2 separate regions of the Hordeum vulgare genome follow, and region 2 is linked to region 1. The links are chromatin contacts, called in public Hi-C maps. All regions are on one chromosome and are shown on one strand. The core of a region is the stretch at or near the end of the contact, and the rest is flanking DNA. Distances in the headings are between cores, read along the strand shown.

Region 1 (5,174 bases), core at 960-3,459:
AAGCCCAAGAACGCTACAGTTAGTCAAGACTAATGCTTGTTTGTCCTAGCCTAAGGTTGAACTTGTTGGCAGAACCAGTCTTCTGCGAGTAGGATTTTTGGCTTCCTTTATCAGGACAAGATAGAACCTGTGACCATTGTTTGATGATTATGGAGTCATGTCTGTTTGTTCATTTTCATTGTTTCTTGAGAGGTTGTGATTTCTTATTTCTGGAGACTGTAAATTGATATATGTTTTTCATGATTTGTCAGTTTGACACATTATTTTTTGGTGGTGACAGGAGCCGTGTTCAACCTGCTATGTGGTCAAACTGATGAAGTTGTGATGACAAAGATCGAGGACTACTTCCAGCACAAAGTGCCCGAGGTCCCCAACTGGAAAAGCGAGGACAATTTTGAGACTGCTCTCAAGGATGCGGGTTTACTCGAGTAAACATTCTCAGAAATAGGTGGCGCTTACGGTGATTATGTTGCCACCAGCACCACTTGGTTCTTTTGTAGTACCAACAGATGATTGTGTCTGGAGTTATGTGGATTATGTTGAGCCGATACAGTGAATTCTATCAGGGAGAGTGTACATTCTTATGCTTGTTATTTTCAAAAGCATAACTTCCTTTTGAGGTTTTCGAGTCTTCTTCACACGCCCGTGCCCATGTAATCTTCTTGAGAATTCATCTGTATGTTACACTTGTACCGGGAATGTGCAAGTAATCTACTGCATGTGTACATATAGATCGCAATGGGTGGTTACAAGATTCATCCCCCATGTGTGAGAATGTACATGATTTCTCGTGCAACTCTGTTGGCACCCCCAGAAAAAGAGTTACAAGTTGTCGTGCTCGATGACCTGCGCCCCCCTCCACTCCTCGCCGGGGCCGACGACGACGGGCACGAGGATGGACGCCGGCCCGGTGCAGAGGAAGTAGTCGTTGCCGAACTTGTCGTACATTCCTCCTGGGCTGCCCAGGTACATGTCCTCGAACCCCATCCTCACCAGCCTGAACCCCAGCCCGCTAGACTGCACAAACCATATCATCAGTGGGCAAATTGATCGATGAATGACGACGATCATTCATCCAAGAGACGAGCTAACCTGGTCGATGGTGGTGAACTTGGAGGGCGCGGTGTTGTAGATGCGCTTCTTCCTCTCCTCCGGCGGCGCCGCGTACACCCTGCTCACCTTCTTCTTGAGGATGGTGTAGAGGTTCTCCTCCACGGTCCAGGCGCCCTGCCGGGGCTCCTCGCCGCCGCCGCCGCCGAACCAGCCGGACTCCTCCCGCTTCATGGCCTCGGCGGGGGTGAGCAGCGCGAACCCGGACGCCGGCGGCGGGTGGGAGCAGTAGGGGCAGCCGCGGAGCCCCTCCACGGCCGTGCCGCGCCTCTTGTCGAACTTGATGTGGCTCAGCACGGCGGCCGTCAGCTCCACGGGCCTGGCGCCGTTGTTCTTGACGATCACCGCCGTCGCCATGCTCAGCGGGTACAGCGTCACCACGTACGACACCTCCAGCTTGCTGGCCACGCACCCGAGCTCCACCTGCACCGCGTCGTACGAGTCCGAGTCCACGTCCGCCACGGACCACTCCGACGCGCCGAGCAGCGACGACGACGACGACGACGAGGAGGCCGCCTCGTTGAGCACCAGCCCGACGCCGCCCCTGACGGCGCCGGCGCCGGCGCCGACCACGGTGTGGAGCAGCTCCCGGCAGCCGTCACCGCCCTCCCAGGACACCTTGGGCCGGTAGGAGGTGACCAGCCCGTCGTTGAGCCGCAGCTGCAGCGAGCTGCCGTTGCGCACACTCAGCTCCGCCGTGGGCGCGCCCGTGGCGTCGGTCCCGAACCGGAGGCCCTTCCGGCCGAACGCCTCCTCCAGCTGCGACGCCTGCGCGGGCACCGTCGACGCGACGCCGGAGGCTGCCCTCGCGGCCACGGTGGCCGGCCTGGGGGAGGCCGGGAGGTGGAGGGGGAGGAAGGAGGCGGCGGCCATCGGAGCGCTGGAGGTGAGTGATAGCTAGCGGAGGCTCAAGGCCGATCGTGTGTCACTGCAGCCTCATATCCAGCGGCTTCAGGATAGGTGGTGGTTTCTCCTTTGCCCTTGTCCGTGTCCTCTCCTTGCTCTGCTGCGAATGAGAGCCTGCCAAGGTACATAGCAGTATCTACGACAGGAACGAGCGTGCGATGATCTTTTTGGTCTTGCAATTCAGAAGCATGTATGGTTCAGGTTTTGGTGTTTTCTATTCTGAATTTGTTCACATGGTGAGGAGTTTACTTGCGTGAAAGGATCTCGATATATTTACAGTGATATGTCTGCTGAATAAGTTGTTGTGCACTAGCAGAGAATGGCGTTTTGGATCTCCCTAGGCCGAATTTTCGGGGAGAAAAACGAAATTCGAAAAATTCGGTTTTAAGAAAGCTCTGAAAAGATCTGCATAAGTAACACCAGCGTGTCTGTGTAAAATTTTAAAATAAAATACGTTGAAATACGATCTATACAGAAAAAAGATAAATTCTTGGTTTGGGAGGATGAACAGTACCTTATGTCAAGAAAACCCGAAATTTTTTTCTTTGCGCAGACCTCATTTTCAACGTATTTCATCCTGAAAATTTACACACTGCATTATGCTTTCATCTATCTCTGTATTTTCTTCAAAAAAAATAAACATAAAAATATGAATTTTCGTGAATTTTGCATTTGGAGGCCTCCACGAAGCTCGGCCTTCAAAACCAATTCCCGTTGGTGCACTATAAATACTTCAACTTACGCAATGTTGGGGTGGTGCGAAGTTGTATCTTAACCTTTACTAGGAGAGTAATCCACAATAGGGCACACAAGTCAGGATGGCCGAGTGGTCTAAGGCGCCAGACTCAAGTTCTGGTCCTCTAACGAGGGCGTGGGTTCAAACCCCACTTCTGACAATGATTTTTCTATTAGCCTCAGTGGTTTGACAACATTTGCACCACTTCGTAACCATATTTTCTCTCTCTTCTTGCACCTCGAAATTTACCATGGGTGGAGCGACTCGTGGAGGAGCACTGGGACCTTCCGCTTCTTGCACTTCGAAATTTAACATGGGTGGGCGACGGCGAGCGACTCGTGGAGGAGCACCGGCAGCTTCCGGTGGACGGGGTTTGTGCTCTGCTCTTGCTGTTGAGGTCCTCGTGGTCGTGGATGAACTCGTAGGGGGCGCCGCGGCGCGCCAACCTCTTCTTCACGCATCTCAGACTACTGCACCGTCCTGATTTCTCCGCTCCAATTGGACTCCCTGAATATACTACTGCTTCCTAATACTTTGGCCCCGTGTACATGTTTCCGAGAAACTTCCACGCGATATCTTCTCTCCTCCCGCCGCTGAAAGCTATACGTACCTACCGGGAGTCTTAATCGTTCAGCTACATTAAACAACCAAGCAATTGTTACCTAGCTGCTGGCTTAGTGGTGATGTGTATATTTTTTTGTTATTTCTTGTCTTGGATGCAATGGCTAGAGCCTCTCCAACCAAAGAAAGCTTTATATTTTCGAAGAGGTCAAAACAAGAGCGGGGGTGGGTATATACCCTCCGCTTGTATCACAACCATACGAGACTGACAAGGTGCATGTTAGTCGTCCCAAGAGACTTGTGGTGGTGGCAGGATGCTCCTGAGTCTGGTAGAGCTTCTGGCTACAGATTGTAGCCCTGTCTTGCCAACTCCCCCGGAAGATAAACGTAAGGCCGCCTTGGAATTCTAACGGATAGGGGTTCTATAGAAAAAATATAGTATTAAATTGGAGCCTTGCAATTTGTAGGAATGGGTTCTTATTTCTATGTAGAGTAGGAACCAACCCTTCACAACAATTCAAAGGAAGGAAGAAAGCACTAGCCTATACTAAACCAAATGACAGCGATATATGTAAAACATTTTTTGTTTATACAATAGTGATATTCTTTGTTTCACCCATTATCCTTGGATTCTTATCTTTTTTTTTTATTATTATTTTTTTAGAAAAGGAGGATGACCCCCGGCCTCTGCATCTGGGAGATGCATGCGGCCATTTTATTGATTATTCTCGAGGACCTTACAAAGCAGTACAACAATATGCCTGAATCCGTCATCTTGTCAACATCTGCCGCTACTCCTATCCATATGATGAAGGGGTGCAAGCTAGACCAAATACCCAGACCTCTCACCTAAGCCTAACATCTAAAGCCGGGACCCTGACCGAGCCACATACCGGGTTCGGGGCACAAACCGGTCCGACGCACTCACATGTGTCGTCGCCGCCATCTTCCACTGGTCCATCTTCAGATCAGATTAAGGTACCAGCCTTGGCAGGTGCCTCCGCCATCGACGCCATCATGACGCCAAACGACGACCTTCACCTATGCGAGTTCATCTCCAAGCAACGGACGAAGATCCATGCTAGGATAGGGCCGCACCACCGCCGTTGCCCACCACCCACAAGCGCCACCTAGCCCCAAGGTTCCTAAAGCGGTGCCTTCAAGAAGGGAACGGCGCCGTGAGCGCCGCCGCCGCCCAACAAAGTTAAGGCTTTCTCCCGGGAGACCTAGGGGAAGGGGAAGTGAGGGGATCAGTCCATACCGACGCCTCCAAGGAGGGGAACGGCGCCCTCAGGCGTCGCCGTCGACGCGGCCGGCCATGGCCGATTAGGGATTTCGCCCGAACGAGGCGCTAAATCACGCGCACCGGCCACCGTAAAAGCCGCCGCCAGACGCCAACGACCACTAGATCCCGCCACCCGCGCGGCCGAGACACCAGATCCACCTCCCGCACGGCTGCTAGCCTGCCGTGCCTCGCCAATGGAGCCGCCGCTCCAGATCTGGGACTCCGCATGCAGAGGCAGGGCAGCCTAGGCCCCGCCACCACCATCCTTGGCGCCCCGGGCTTGCTCGGCGGCTGCCTCAGGCGGCGGCGAGGAAGGGATGGGGAGGGGAGGCGGCTAGGGTTGGGAGGGAGGGAGACGTGCGTGAGAGTCAGGAAGGGAGGGGGAGCGCGATCGGTTTCCCTCGGGGATTCTTATCTAATGACACAGGTTCACCCTTTATCCTTGGATTCTTATCTAATGACCCAACATGGAGTCTTGCACGGGAGGAGTAAAAATTCAAAAATAATTTATCCTTACAAACTGGATTTGTTTTGTACATTTATTTACGAGAAAACCAAGGGGTCGGAACCAAGGGA
Region 2 (5,174 bases), core at 1,354-3,853, 750 kb after region 1:
TATCATGTTAGTAGTTGTTCTGTGTTGCTGTGTTACCATCATATATGTGAAGGCCGTCAACCACTACACGAAGGTTATTATCAATCGATTCCTCGAGAACTTTTCTCAATATCCCATTTAAGTTTATCTTCACTAGTGCTAAGTCTAGTTTCTTCGTTTGTGATTTAATCCCTCTTTTATCTCTGTTGTTGTGTTAAGGGTTATACCAAGTTTCGAAAGAAAATTTTGAATCTCCCATCAACCTCCCTTTGCTCGATTTACTCATCGTCCCTTACAACTGGTATCATAGCGAGGTACTCACTCTATCTATTTATTAATGTCTAACAACCTTGCAGTTTGAGTATGCCGCACACAGGTAGATCCAGGCACTCTGAAGAAATTCCCATTTTTGATGGCCAACCCTTAAGTCAACTGAGGCCCTTCTTTCGCTGCAAGAAAGACATTTTTCCGATAAAACCCCCCTCAAAATTTCGCCCCGATCGGAATTACGGATCTCCGAATATTTAAGAAATGGTGAAGGGCCAGAAAACAATAACAAAAACATGAGAGAAACAAAGAGAGATTCAATCTCAGAGGGGCTCTTGCCCCTCCGGGAGCCATGGCGGCCAAGAACTAGAGGGAGAACCTCTCCCTAGATGGGGAGAGGCCATGGAGGAGGAAGCCTAAGGGGAGACTCTCCCCCCTCTCTTCCAGCGGCGCCGGAGTGCCGTCGGGGGAGCCATCGCCGCGGTGATCGTGTTAGTCAACATCACTGTCTTCATCACCTTCTCCATCTCTTTTCAGCGGTCCACTCTCCCGCATCCCGCTGTAATCCCCTACTTGAACATGGTGTTTCATGCCACAATTATTAACCAATGATGTGTTGCCATCATATGATGTTTGAGTACATCTATGTTGTCCTTTGAGTTGATTGATGATCTTGATTGGTTTGAGTGTATGTTCTATTTTGGCGTTATCCTAAGGTGCCTTCAGAGAGGCACACACATGAAGGATTCACGTTGGATGGTGTTGCAATATGTTCATGATTCGTTTATAGCGGGTGGCTAGAGTGAGAGAAGCTTACACCCGAGTAAGGGGGTTGTTTACGTATGGGAGTAAATGGGACTTGATGTTTAATGCTATGGTTGGGTTTACCTTAATGGTTTATAGTAGTTGCAGATGCTTGCTAGAGATCCAATCATAAGTTTACAAAAAGTATGTTAGCTCATGCCTCTTCCTCATATAAAATTGCAAGAATGATTACCGATCTTGTTATCAATTGCCTAGGATGATTTCGCACACCATACCATAATTATTGCACCCTCCCCATTTATTCTAACTCTATTTAGTGTAGCAACTATTTTCATATTTTAGTTCTCCAATATCATGCATAGCTATCCTCTCCATACCCACAACACAATTTATTTTTCGTTACTAGATAGAAGCAAACATTCGATGTATGTAGAGTTGCATCGGTGACAGATAGGACTTGAGAAAATATTGATCTTACCATTAGCTCCTTGTAGATTCGACACTCCATACTTACCACTTTTCATATTTGAAAAGTGCTACGATGATTCCTTGCACCTGGGGATTATCAGTCGCCGTGCTTTTGTCACCGTCAAGTGGTTGCAGCTTCCTTGTCTGACGTTTACAGCTTCCTTGATGGACAGTTCCAACATTACCGGTGGTGACCGCTGCAACTCCGGGAAGCAGCGTCGTCGGTGCTACGTCGGACTGGTTCCAACATCGATCTTGCTTCGTCGGTCCACAGTTGCATCATACCAGAAATTAAGAGGCCGCCCCTTGCAGCTCGATGGACAACGACTGCAACATCCCACCCACAGGGGTCGCCTTGCAGCTCCACCTCACCGTCATTGCAGCTCCGTTGGACTGCGAATCCAGCTCTTGTGCCGATGGTTGCATCTCTTGCCTGGTTGCAGCACGCCATGCCGACGGTCGTGTCGTCCATCGTCACCGATGCAGCAAAATTGGTCACCGATAGTAGCAAAACCAACAACGGTTGTAGCAAAAAATCATCGTCATCGTCTAGTCGTGATCGTTTGTAGGAAAAACCGATGCAAGTTGTAGCACTGAGGCTCATTGGTTGTAGCAAAAAATCGTGATGGTTGTAACCTATGCGTCCGTCAGTTCCAACAAGTTTGCGAGCCCCGAGTGCCGCCCAATTCCGATTCCAACTCCGGTTCCAACCATGCCCAAACACAACAAGGCTCGTCGGTTGTAGCTCGTGACATGGTGGTTGCAGCTCGAGGCATGGCCGTTTGCAGCTTCGGTGTGGCCGACCATGACGGCGCCCGTGCTCATCGCAGTTGCCGCCGACCGCCCTCGCTCGTGACCCCCGATCGCCTGCGCTCGCCGACCATCCGCATGAAGGAACTGGGCTGCGTCAAAAAGGCTGTTGTGGGGTCCCACGCGCCAGCACCTTGCGTGAAGAAAGTAGGTCATGCCAGGAAGTGACCGTCCGAAAGATTCGGCAGGCCTGCCGGTGCGAAAGGTTTTCCTAAAATGATTCTTCTAGCCTAAAAAGGAAGGTAAAAAGGATTCTGAAAAATGGGTAAAAAAGGAAAATAAAAAGAGAGACCTAATCCTCCCCCCTCCGATCCCTCCGCCACCGCCAAGCGAATCCCATCCCCCAAATTCCAAATTCCGCCGCGATCCCTAGCGAGCGATGAAGAAACCTAACCCTCCCCCCTCCAAGCCCTCCTCCGCCGCCAAGCCCTCCGCCGGCATGGCGCCGCGCAAGTCACGCTGGGGCCCGCCGCCCGCCGGCTCCGCCTCCGGCCCCGCCGGAGACAAGGCCGCGTCCACCTCCCGCCGCACCCCGAGCCCCAACCGTGCCTCCAACGCCAGGCGGCACCCCGCTCCTCCCGCCTCCGCGCCGCAACCCCGCAACCCCGCGTCCCCGGTGGCCGCCGCCCGCCCGCCGCCGCACCAGCAGCCGCGGGTGGAGACGCCTCCCCCGCCGCCCTACGGCTTCAACAACCTCGACCGCCGCACCGTGCACCTGGCCGACGGCACCGTGCGCACCTACTTCGCCCTGCCCCCCGACTACCCGTTCGAGCCCGCCCCCTTTCCCCAGCTCCCGCACTTCCCGCGTGCCGGACCCGAGGCCTGGCCGCCGCACCAGCCACCGCCGCAGCAGCAGTTCCCGCCGCACGACAAGCGCAGGCACCCCGCCGACCCCGAGGAGGGCTTCTCCAGGCACCCGAAGCAGCCCCGGTTCGAGCCGCCGCCGCATCAACCGTCGCAGATGCAGCAGCCCCCGGTCGACCCGCAAGCGCTTAGGAAGGCGTTCCTCAAGTACTCCAAGATGCTCAATGAGAATCCCGCCCAGAAGCGGAGCTACCTTGAAGGCGGACTCGTCCAATGTCTCCCCTGCGGCAGGTTTGGTGATCCCGCCTTGCTTGTCACTTCCTTACTAGGAAGCATTCTTGTACATATTGTACTCAGTTTTTTGTGCTGGCTTCTTTCCATTGTGGAGCTTGCTCTTACGTTTTGACTTCATATGACTTTGCTATGTCTTCCTCACCGTCGTAAACCAATACTGATAATATCATGTGCATGTCTAGCTGGAGAGACACACATTGCACCCTAGGTTTTATGCCCCTCAATCAACATAGATTCTACATGTGGTCTGTGCGATAAGTCTGTTCATTCCTCTAGATCTCGTGTTACTTGGCACAAGTAGGAGTAGTTTCAGGTGAATTGTAGCTATGCTATTGCTTCATTTCATCTGATACAGGCATGGAATTGAACTGCACTCGATGGAGTACCTTGATAGATTTTCTGCTCTCTGCTACTAGGTGCTGTGCCTTTATGGTTCCTGAAATTAGTTTCCGTTATTGATTTTTTATTTCTTCAGGTGAGAGCAGCTGTATCATCATATTCTATCAGGCCCTTTATTTGTTTCTGTGAGCTTGCCTCTGTGGCTAACACATATCATATGTGCTTCATGCTGTCTCTTTTCCGCCCACTGAAGCTCCGAGCAAAGTGATATTTTACTTTCGTGATCAGAGAGAACCGTGAGGCTTTCTTTTCTAATTTGGCATATAATATTAGACCTAATACTGTTGTTATTTGAAATTTATTATTAGACTATCAGTGCGAAACTTCAAGTTATAACTCTCCTTTCAGTTGTTCTGAGCTACTTGTTGTGTGATGTTTCTGATTCAGCATGCTAGTAGACTGTTCTGGAACAACAAATGCACTGCACATTCTGTTTAACTTCTTGCAGCTGAGTAGTTATACATATTGGCCGATACTGCTCAGACAGATATGATACTAACGTATTTGTTTGATAGCTACGAATAGTATTTGTTTGAGTAAATTTACATCGTTTGTAACCGATCGTACACATGGCAATCATGTACAAGCCGGAATGTACCATTCCACTACCCAAAACAGCTCAGCGTATGATGCATTTTACTAGCCTCAGTTTCGTCTGACTGCAGCCATGCCGGTCAACTATGGTTTGAGCTATTCACATGTAGGAGCGGACCTCATCGCACCAGTCTGCATCATGCCTTGACGTTGCTTGCCTCACATCTGTGCATGAATTGTGTCAAACTTGTACTGGTTCACTGCCGCATGCACAGCTTCATGTTACTCCGTCATGCCTCTCGAAAATCTTCCACTGTCCTAGAGCTGGATTGTGCCATGTCAGGAGCATAGTTTTTAAAAACTAAACTAGACTGACAGTCCAGCTAGAAAACCATGGAACCGGTGACCTGTCTCGACTGGTTCAGTTAGACTACCATTTAAGCATATGAACCGGAGAAGACTGTTTGTTTCAGCGCTAAACTTGGAAAAAATCAGGAGCATTCAAACCACCCAAGTGTGCCAGGGGACTCCGCTTTTGATATTCCGCTGAAAACCACCCAAGTGTGCCACCAGACTCCTCTTTGATATTCCGCCAACAATTAGTGCGTGGGTGGGGTTTGAAACCACGACCTCACCTAGCGATGTCTTAATTTCATCGCCACTAACCAACTATACCTGATTACTTTGGTGCGTAACACCCAAAATGGGACTTATTTCTACTTTCTTGAACAATGGTCAAATCAACGAACTAGTTGTTCGACCATGAACCGATGAACTTGAGAGCCTGACCAGTCCCTGGCTTGGCTGTGAAAACTATGACCAGTAGCTTGATACAACTTAGCAGGTGAGTTTCA

Evidence for each region. A called contact is a pair of places that touch in the nucleus more often than the background predicts.
Region 2: a Hi-C map of leaf shows a contact between it and region 1, with 2.2 times the contacts expected there. The contact joins the promoter of LOC123449495 here to the promoter of LOC123449489 in region 1. A contact is called at or near these places in 2 of 6 Hi-C or Micro-C datasets (leaf and seedling).

Annotation. Positions count from the first base shown.
Region 1 is chr4H:556,139,854-556,145,027 of MorexV3_pseudomolecules_assembly, forward strand. LOC123449489 (photosynthetic NDH subunit of subcomplex B 2, chloroplastic) reads right to left here and starts at 2,210. Exons shown (of 2, transcript XM_045126730.1): 1 at 1,093-2,210; 2 at 622-1,017. The coding sequence starts at 1,983. The coding sequence ends at 823. It overlaps TRNAL-CAA (a tRNA gene), which reads left to right and starts at 2,829; the gene lies at 2,829-2,912. It overlaps LOC123449488 (DEAD-box ATP-dependent RNA helicase 38), which reads left to right. Exons shown (of 7, transcript XM_045126729.1): 7 at 281-725. The coding sequence ends at 432.
Region 2 is chr4H:556,888,879-556,894,052 of MorexV3_pseudomolecules_assembly, forward strand. LOC123449495 (early nodulin-75-like) reads left to right here and starts at 2,604. Exons shown (of 3, transcript XM_045126736.1): 1 at 2,604-3,384. The coding sequence starts at 2,669.